Regions from separate parts of the Mus musculus genome. Here region 2 is linked to region 1. The links are chromatin contacts, called in public ChIA-PET maps. All regions are on one chromosome and are shown on one strand. Each heading gives the region's core, a stretch centred on a gene start, on an enhancer-like site or on the middle of the called end of the contact. The rest is flanking DNA. Distances are from core to core; before and after follow the strand shown. Region 1 holds the start of 4930556I23Rik (a long non-coding RNA gene). Region 2 overlaps Inpp4a (inositol polyphosphate-4-phosphatase, type I).

The links. ChIA-PET counts read pairs in DNA pulled down with a chosen protein or histone mark.
Region 2: an RNA polymerase II ChIA-PET map of effector CD8 T cells shows a contact between it and region 1, with 18 read pairs. The contact joins the enhancer-like site here to the promoter of 4930556I23Rik in region 1. A contact is called at or near these places in 5 of 39 promoter capture datasets (the HPC-7 cell line, embryonic stem cells, neutrophils and 1 more) and 4 of 115 datasets of contacts at active chromatin or transcription factors (acute myeloid leukemia, effector CD8 T cells, microglia and 1 more).

What each region holds. Positions count from the first base shown.
Region 1 is chr1:37,613,073-37,617,080 of GRCm38.p6, forward strand. 4930556I23Rik (a long non-coding RNA gene) reads left to right here and starts at 1,435. Exons shown (of 2, transcript XR_373329.1): 1 at 1,435-1,495; 2 at 1,827-2,301. It overlaps Cracdl (capping protein inhibiting regulator of actin like), which reads right to left. Exons shown (of 10, transcript NM_028096.1): 8 at 1,409-1,596; 9 at 265-409.
Region 2 is chr1:37,324,713-37,329,222 of GRCm38.p6, forward strand. The region is part of intron 1 of Inpp4a (inositol polyphosphate-4-phosphatase, type I); the gene reads left to right. The region is part of intron 2 of 4930439A04Rik (a long non-coding RNA gene); the gene reads right to left. Among named protein-coding and RNA genes, the nearest start is that of 4930439A04Rik, 7.3 kb to the right of the region's middle. Within about 2 kb of position 2,824, at least 9 of the 459 cell types and tissues checked have an H3K27ac peak or open chromatin away from gene starts, as enhancers often do. A contact at or near this core is called in effector CD8 T cells, where this site is marked.

The sequences.
Region 1 (4,008 bases), core at 185-2,684:
CACATAATCTCACCGTTAAATACATCCACTGAAATGCACACTGGATATGGGTGACCGTTATCTCATGTAAATTCCTTCTCAAAAAAAGGGGGGGGGGACTACATTAAAAAAACACTGCTCAACATGGCAAAATGATTCAATAACACAAACTCCAATCATAGGAAGAAATATATATATGTGTGTGTGTATGTGTAAATATATATATCTGTGTGCGCGTGCATGAGTGTGTGCCAAAGTATTTGGAAATAAAAGCCAGTCTCATACCCAAGTTCTGATGGGACAGTGAGATTCCTCTCTGTAGCCCTTCCTTGAGGTTCAGTTTTGACCCCTGCCTCTGGGTCACAGCAGGCTTTGCAGGGGTCATCAGGAAAGATTTGCTCCGGACGAAGTCACCCTGCTTCACAGACTCCTACGGAGACACAAAATGACAGGTGCTGCCCAAGGATAACAGACTCAGAGTGGGTAAATACTCCAAGTGTCTTAGCTACAAAATGTCTCTTCCAAGATGCACCCTGCTGCTGGCACTTTCTGGAAAGGGGCTCTGTGCACCGGCATCACCCACCAAAATGCCAGAGCTGACTTGTGCCAGCCTCCTGCAGCCCACGTGTGCATGGTGGCTCCTTGCTTGCCTGGACAGCCCAGTCTCAGCCCCAGATGGTATAGAGCGAGGACTCTATGTGAAAGCCGTAGGGAATGGTTTTATGATACACACTATATGGCAGCAGCTGAAATGGGCTAACATTTCGCACTGTAATTTCCCCTCCTCAATGCTACATACAGGTCTTCAGCTGTGTAGACACAACTGAGGATTGCATTAGCAGGAAGGGAAGCAGGTCCTATTGCAGCGCAGGCTCCCTTTCCTAGACAGCAGAACCCCATTTATTGTACTGGTTAGCAGAGGGTGCATCAGCACAGTTGTTGGGGTTGGTGAGAGCTGTTTTCAGTTGAATACAACATGCAACTCCAGGTTTTGGCTGTGCAGCCCCAGGTGAGGGAAAAGGGAAGCCAGCAGGCAGCAGCCAGAGCAGGCTTCATTTATCATCACACAAGGGGCTGAGGTGGAGCTGGTGACCATATTAGCGTGTGTCTGAAGGGAGCCGTTGTTTTAACTGTCTTCAATTTTTTTCCAGAGGCTGAGCTGCGTTGCCTAGGAGGCCAGAGCAGCCTCGGGCGCCACTGCATTTCTACCAGCCCACACAGGCAAAGAGGCAGCTAGCTCCATCACGGGGTCCACAAGCTGACGTACTGCCTTTGCGCATGTCAGCCATCACGGTAGGCACGGCATCTCTGTGATGTTCATGCAGGACCTCTGTGAGCACAGCGGTACCTGCTCCCACCACACCCTCACAAGATCGCTGCCCTCCTCACCCCACCCCCACCCCGAACGCCACAGAAAAAGAGTGGTAACCTGGGCTCTCTCGGCCACCTTGGCTTGCTTCCCAGTTTCTGTCTTTAGGATCCTCGACCCAGGTTTCTCTTCCTGGTTGACGGGCAGGTCTGGGGCTCCTCTTCTCTTCTGCCGGGCCATGGTGATCCAGGGTGGGGTGGGTTGCCCATCAGCCCCAGGACCTGTAGCCGCAGGAGGCTGACCCTTTTCTGTGATAAAGGCCAAGAAGGAGCAATGTTAGGCAGATAGTCCCACTCTCCCCTTCAGTCCCACCCACAGCTTCTCTCCCATACAAGGTGTGTTATATTGCTTTGCTTGGTTCAGGGGGCTGAGGAGTGGTAGGATTGAGGAGTAGAGTCTCAGAGAGACCCCCACTTCCCATTCCCCCCTGAGCCAAAGCCTCTCTTCAGCAAACTTCATTTTTTTTTTTCTTCTATAGATGTCTCAAATAGATTACCTCCTCTGGTCTGAGCCGCCAAAACCACAAGATGCAGCTGCCACCCCAACCTGTGCACTTTGGAGCTAATTTCTACCAGGGCCTTCTCTCTGGGAGGAGCTGGAATGTATGCACAGATAGGATGCCTTTGATAAGAGTCTACATTTGGGACCAGCCACCCGCCCCCACTCCGGATTTACTTGACGCGCTAAAAACATTCCCTTTGTGGGACGTGATGCCATTTCTACAACCATCTGTCTTCACCTGACACAGGAAGTTGGGGCCTGCATGGTTAACACCGGCTGTTTTTCTTCTCCTGCTCTACATTCTTTTAAAGGGCCCTCTTTGCCCTCTCCTGCCATTTCTTCACTTAGTGACCAGGAGCTCCCGCAGAACTCTTCCTGTGTCTCACCCTCACTCCCATCCCTATCCCAGAGGCAGCTACTCTCTTCGAAACAGACGGAACATTTTCTCAGGGTTTGAACTTTATTTTCTTGGCTAACAACATATTCCTCGAACAGTTCTGATAAGATTAAATTCACAACCCGAGGAACTTGCCATTCCAGTTTGAAATCAGAGCAGAGAAGTAGCTTGTTGAAGGCCAGGCCAGCCTCTCTCACCTCCTCAAAGCTCAGTGCTGGGTACTGAGCACTCTGTCACCTCTTAGCCCAAAGGCACAAGACATAGTTCTGGTAAATTCTTTATAACCTGCACTTGGATAATTTCATCTGAGCCAAAAGATACATTTTTAAAATGAGCATAAAGAGGGCTGGGGGGCCCAGGGAGGAGGGCTGGGGGGCCCAGGGAGGAGGGCTGGGGGGCCCAGGGAGGAGTGCCGGCTGCTCTGCCTGAGCACCTGAGGTTGAGTCCCAGCATCCACATGTGGCTCACAACCATCTGTAACTCTGGTTCCTCGGGTCACGCTGCCTTCTTTGGCATCGGTAGGTAGACACACGGTGCACAAACACTTGTACACGTAGAGTTAAAAACATTCAAACGAGCAGAAAAGTTATATGAGACTGCCTCTAAGGTGGTTTGGCAAGAAGGGACCCCCAGGGGAGGGTGGGGCTCTGGGGACTGCTCAAGTGGCAATGTTTCCAACTGCACTGATGTATGCCCATGTACCTACGTTCACATGCTGACCCTGGGAGTGGGTGAACCCTGCAACTGCACTAGGCTGTGCCAGGAGGTGACCTACAGGCAACTTCATGGAGCACTGGCCTGAGCAAGTGACCAAGACCTCTTAGCAGCCATTTCTTTCCTGTTTGGTTCCTGTATTTCCCCACACTTGGACACATCTCACAATATCAAGCCTCAGAGATGTTGCACCTCTGTCCCAAGTAAAGTATGGGCAGAGTCGGGTGACAGTCATTCTGCTCTGTGACACAGGCCTGAGTGGTTTCTGTGACTTGCACCCTTATCCTCTGCCACACTGGAACCCACGGCTCTGCGTCTGTGCTCCATCTGGGCTAGGGAGGGCTAGGGCTAGAGAGAGGAATGAAGACGGGCAGTGGGCAGTCTATGGCGGCCTTGAGGGGGCGGGCAAACAGGTTGTCAGTGACCCCTTAAAGCATTAACTCTCAGGGCCAAGGTTGAAACATAAAATCTCTTCTGCGATTAGATCTGCTCAAAAGGTCAGCTCTAGGGCACGGCAGATGTGGCAAATAAAGCCACTCCTTTGTTTATATTCCGGCCTCAATAGACAGACCTGAGTCTCCTGGGGATCTGGTTTAAAGATTTCTGACATCTCAGCCCCTCCTCCGGAATAATAAGGGCTTTAGGTTGTCAAGTGTACCCAGGTCTGCAGCCAACACCTGCAGAGCTCGACAAGTCTCTCACTGAACAGCAGACACCACGTGTTGGAATGTATGAGATCCCTTTGCTGAGAGTTTGAGAAAAAGCTGGCTCCCCACACCTGCCTGGGAAGGGAGCAATCTAATCTGCCTTAGAACAAACCCAGACTAACACTTCCAGATGGCAAGGGCCTCAGGTGTGGGGAGCTGGAGAGCCACACAGCTGGGCCCTAACAACCCCATTGCACAGGCAAGTGACTTCTGATCAGAAGAAACTATCACTTTGTTAGTTACTGAGAGGAGTCCATCAAAGGAACAAAACCCCTCCCTCCTCAGTAGCGTAGTCTCTTCCCTCAAGCTCTATTTGGGAAAATACTGTAAAGCACTGATCT
Region 2 (4,510 bases), core at 1,574-4,073, 290 kb before region 1:
AGAGCCAGCCAAGCATCCCCAGCAGCAGTGGGTGGAGACAGCCTCTGACCCCTTAGAGGGCCTTCAGGGAGTGATCTAAGGTGTGGTACTGGGAGGGATGGGCTACAAGATCGTCCTGGGCACACAGCTTACCCTGTGGGGATGACCTCAGCGGGGTGTTAACCCTAGCTTTATGAGTTGAGAGCCCTTTAAACACCTTGTGCTACACCTCAAGTGCCTAAGGGACCCTGCTCAGGATGTCAGAGGAGGTTAGCAGAGGGACTGTAAGCTGCGAGTAGACAGAATTGTGGGCCAGGCAAAAGTTAATTATGGGTGAAGTCTAGCATCATGTTGCACTTTTACAAGTGAGTGTTTCTTTTCTACTTTAGGCATCAACAGATGAAAAATGGTCCTAGTGGACCTTGTAGGTGGGGTATGTGGGGCAGGGTGGGCAGGGTGGACAGGGTGAAGCCCCTTGATTCTCACCTGGGCCATGGAGGAGAGGCTTGCACTCTTACAAAAGGGGAGGGCAGGCAGCCATGGGCCTGCCCCTAATTCTAAATAACTGTGGGTAGTTATAATGATTTAGTTTTAATCCCTCCCCAGTGTTGTGTCTTCCCATTTCTTTAGTGAGGAAGTCCACAGATGTTTAATTCTCCTATGGATAACTCAGATGGGCTGGCTGCCTCTAAATCAACTCTGTATGGATTTTTTTTTCCTAACAAGTCTTTGTAGCAAGAGTTTGCCTTTATTTTTCTCCTGAGTAAAATGAATCAGACTGGAAAAAAAGATAAATCTTAAATATTTAATATTTAAAGTGAATTTAGTGTGTAAGGTAATGAAGAACATACACACCAACAAAACCAAAAACAAAACAAATAAAAAAAAACAAAAAAGCCACAAATGAAAAAAGTGAGCAGCAGTTGGGGTGCCTCTGCCGCCTGCCTGGGCACCAGCTTCTGAGCCTGGAGCCCCATGGTGGAAAGAGAGAACTGACTGCCTCAAGTTGTGCTTTGATTCCTACACATGCAGCATGGTATGTGTGCGCACACACACACACACACACACACACACACACGCATGCACAAGCACACCAAGTAAAAACACAAATGATTGTGAAAACTAAACTTTAAAAGATCCCAAGGAAGCATACTGTAGAAACTTTGGGAGGTGAGATTCAGTAGTCCTAGAATTGTGAGTTTGCTATTTTGGACCAGGTAGTATCAGGATGAAGGCGCAGCATATATGTTAAACCAATACCTGCCTCTTCCAGGGAAGCTGAAGCACAGCCACATATTTGAGTTGTCATCAGGAGGCCAGGTTTTTCTCAGGGCTGAGCCTGGAAGCTCCTTGGAGCAGGCAGTCCTCATTCTAGGTCTGGGAAGAGCCCACCTCTCCTGTCTCCTCCTCTGCATGAGGTAGAGTCAGGAAAGCTGCTGGTTACAAGCACTGTGACTGGATGGTAAGGGCCCCACTGATTGGAAATGGAGTGGACTTCTTAGACACTTTCTCTTGATGGGTCCACATCTTACCACCTGGGAATGCTCAAGACTGCTGTGTCTCCCAGAAATTCTCCGTCCCTAACCTGCTTCCTTCCAGGCCTCTGAAGACAGTAGTACTTAGATTGGGCTTGTTTCCTGATGTAGAGTTTTACTAACATGGCTCTGCATTCCATGCTAGACACTTTAGGCAGGCCTGAGTTTTGCTCTCCTTTGGGTCTCTACCCTGTCATAGTCCCAGGCATTGGTAGGCACCCTGTGCATAAAGAATAATGTAGCTGAAGTGGCCAGCTAGCTCTTTTCTCTCCTTTGATTCTTCTTTCCTGGCAGTAGCTTCTGCCAGGCACAGCCCATGTCCAGTCCACTGGGTCTCCAGAACAGTAAAGCTTCAATCAGTTTGCCTGGTGGGTGGCTGCTGTCCTTGTATGTTTGTGTCTGATTTCCAGCTGTCTTAGGGTTTCTGTTACTGTGAAGACACCATGACCACGGCAACTCTTACAAAGGAAAACATTTATTTGGGGCTGGCTTACAGTTTCAGAGGTTCAGGCTATTATCATCATGATGGGAAGCATGGCAGCAGGCAGACTTTGTGACATAGTGCTGGAGAGGTAGCTGAGTTCTACATCTGGATCAGCAGGCTACAGGAAGAGAATGCCGTGCTGTGTGGCTTGAGCTTCTGAGACCTCAAGCCTATCCTGTAGTGAGACACCTCCTCCAACAAAGCCACACCTCCTTCAACAAAGCCACACCTCCTAATGCCGATCCCTAGGGCCAAGCATTCAAACATATGAGTCTATGGGGGTCATTCCTATTCAATCCACCACACCAGACAATTTCTTTTTCTTTTTTTTTTTTTTTTTCCATGAGATTGGTCTGGGGTTGTTTCTTTTTTTTTTTTTTTTTTCCATTTTTTATTAGGTATTTAGCTCATTTACATTTACCAGACAATTTCTACTTCTGCTGCTCTGGCTAGAGAAGGACAAGCATGTGGGTGGGGACCACATTACCCCTTGGACCTTTACAGGTCCAGAAAGGAAATGGCCAGCAGTCCATGCTTGCATGCTGACCAAGGTGCTGTGTGGAAAGCCACCTGCTGGGCATCACACCTTCACAAGGGAGCTGTGACCCAGAGTAGTGCCTGGGCCACACAGGTGGGCTGCAAGTTCAGTACTCTTTGAAGATGGCACCCAAGGCAAACAGTTGACAAGAGCATCTGTAGGACCTTTCTTCTTCCCTGTCAAGTTGCTGTGAATTCACTGGTTTTCATTTCACACATACATAGAATTGATACCGAGGTGTGAACCCAAGGTGTCACATGCTAGGCAAGTGGCCTGCTGCTGCTGCATCGCTACTGTCCCACAGTGGCCCCAGTCTTCTGCTCTGTGGCTTCTTTCTCACTGTGATGGCCTCTTACAGAACACTCATCAAACCTATCATGCATTGTCAGCCCTCCCCCCGCCCCCCACATCCCCCGTGAATGGTTGGAGTGTAAGTGTGTGGAGGCCATTCTGTCACACAGACCTCTGCTGCTTTCCCTGCCTGTGGCTGCTAAAGAAATACTACCCCAGCGTAGAGAATGTTATAGGTTAAAAATCTTTGAATAAGGTGATCATGCAGCCTGGTTGCATCGTGAGTGTTACAACCTTGAATTCCTGTGAAAACTGTGGGTGCTTTATCTTTGTGCTCACTAATCTTAGCTATGTAGGTTATGTGTTAAAGCACTGACTTTTTTTTTTTTTTTTTTTTTTTGGAGACAGGGTTTCTCTGTATAGCCCTGACTGTCTTGGAGCTTACTTTTGTAGACCAGGCTGGCCTCGAACTCAGAAATCCACCTGCCTCTGCCTTCCAAGTGCTGGGATTAAAGGCGTGCACCACCACTGCCCAGCCAAAGCACTTTCTTTAACTAAGGTGTGATCTTATTTTCCAGATGTTGAGTGATGAACTGGGGTAGCTATGATAAAAAAAACAAAACAAAACAAAAAAACCTTCTCTATTGCCCTTGCTCAGCCTTGTGGGCTGGGCTTGTTCTCCAAAAAGCTCCGAGTGTTGGGTTAGCTGTGTCTAATGCACCTCTCACGCTTGGGACCGACCGACTCTCACTTAGGAATGCTGACTAGTTTCTGGTGGTCAGAACCCAGTTGTAGAATCCTTTACTTTATTGACTCTCATGGTTTCATATTTGTAAATATTATGCTTTTTATGCTTCATGTTGAGGCTGGAGAGATGGCTCAGCAGTTAAGAGCACTGGCTGCTCTTCTAGAGGACCCAGATTTGGTTCCTAGCACTCACATGGCAGCTCACAACCATTTGTAACTCTAATCCTGGGGGATCCTCTTCTAACCTCTGGGCAGGAGGCATGCAAGCAGCACACAGATATACGTACATGCTGGCAGCACATCTATGCACACAAAAATAACAAAAGCCTTCTTCCTTTGACTGGTCAATCCAGGGGTCAGTTGTGATAGCATCCTTCTTCCAATGATCTGCTGCCAAACGATAGAAATCCAGTAAGGACACTCTGTCCAAGCCCTGAGATGCGGTACAGAGATGTGCTACCAACCACCTAAGCCCAAGGTGTTCATAAATATTGCTCATATTGAAAAAGTTATTGTCACTTCTAGGTTCTCCTCTTTGATGATTACTAAAATAAAGGGCAGGGCTTCCAGATGAGAAGAGAAGGCCGAACAGAAGCAGGACTGTGTGAGAGTTCTGAAACCCAGGCCTTCAGTGGGGAACTTGAACTTCACGCAATAGGGAATGAGCTGCTTGCTGGGTGCTTCTCAGTCCTGATTCCTCCCAACAAGAAGGCTGCTGACTAACTTTCCTCGCCTCCCTCCTGGGTGTCTTCATGGACTGTCATAATGACATCAACTGCCTAAGATTCTTTCCTGGAAAGTCAATCCTAAATCAGGTGAATGCGTGAGCATTGTGAACATTCATAAAACACAACATATGAGTTATGTGTGTCCCAGTGATAGCTTGCGAAGTTCTGTAAGGGCTCTGGGGTTCTCTCATGGAAAAATATTCCCTGT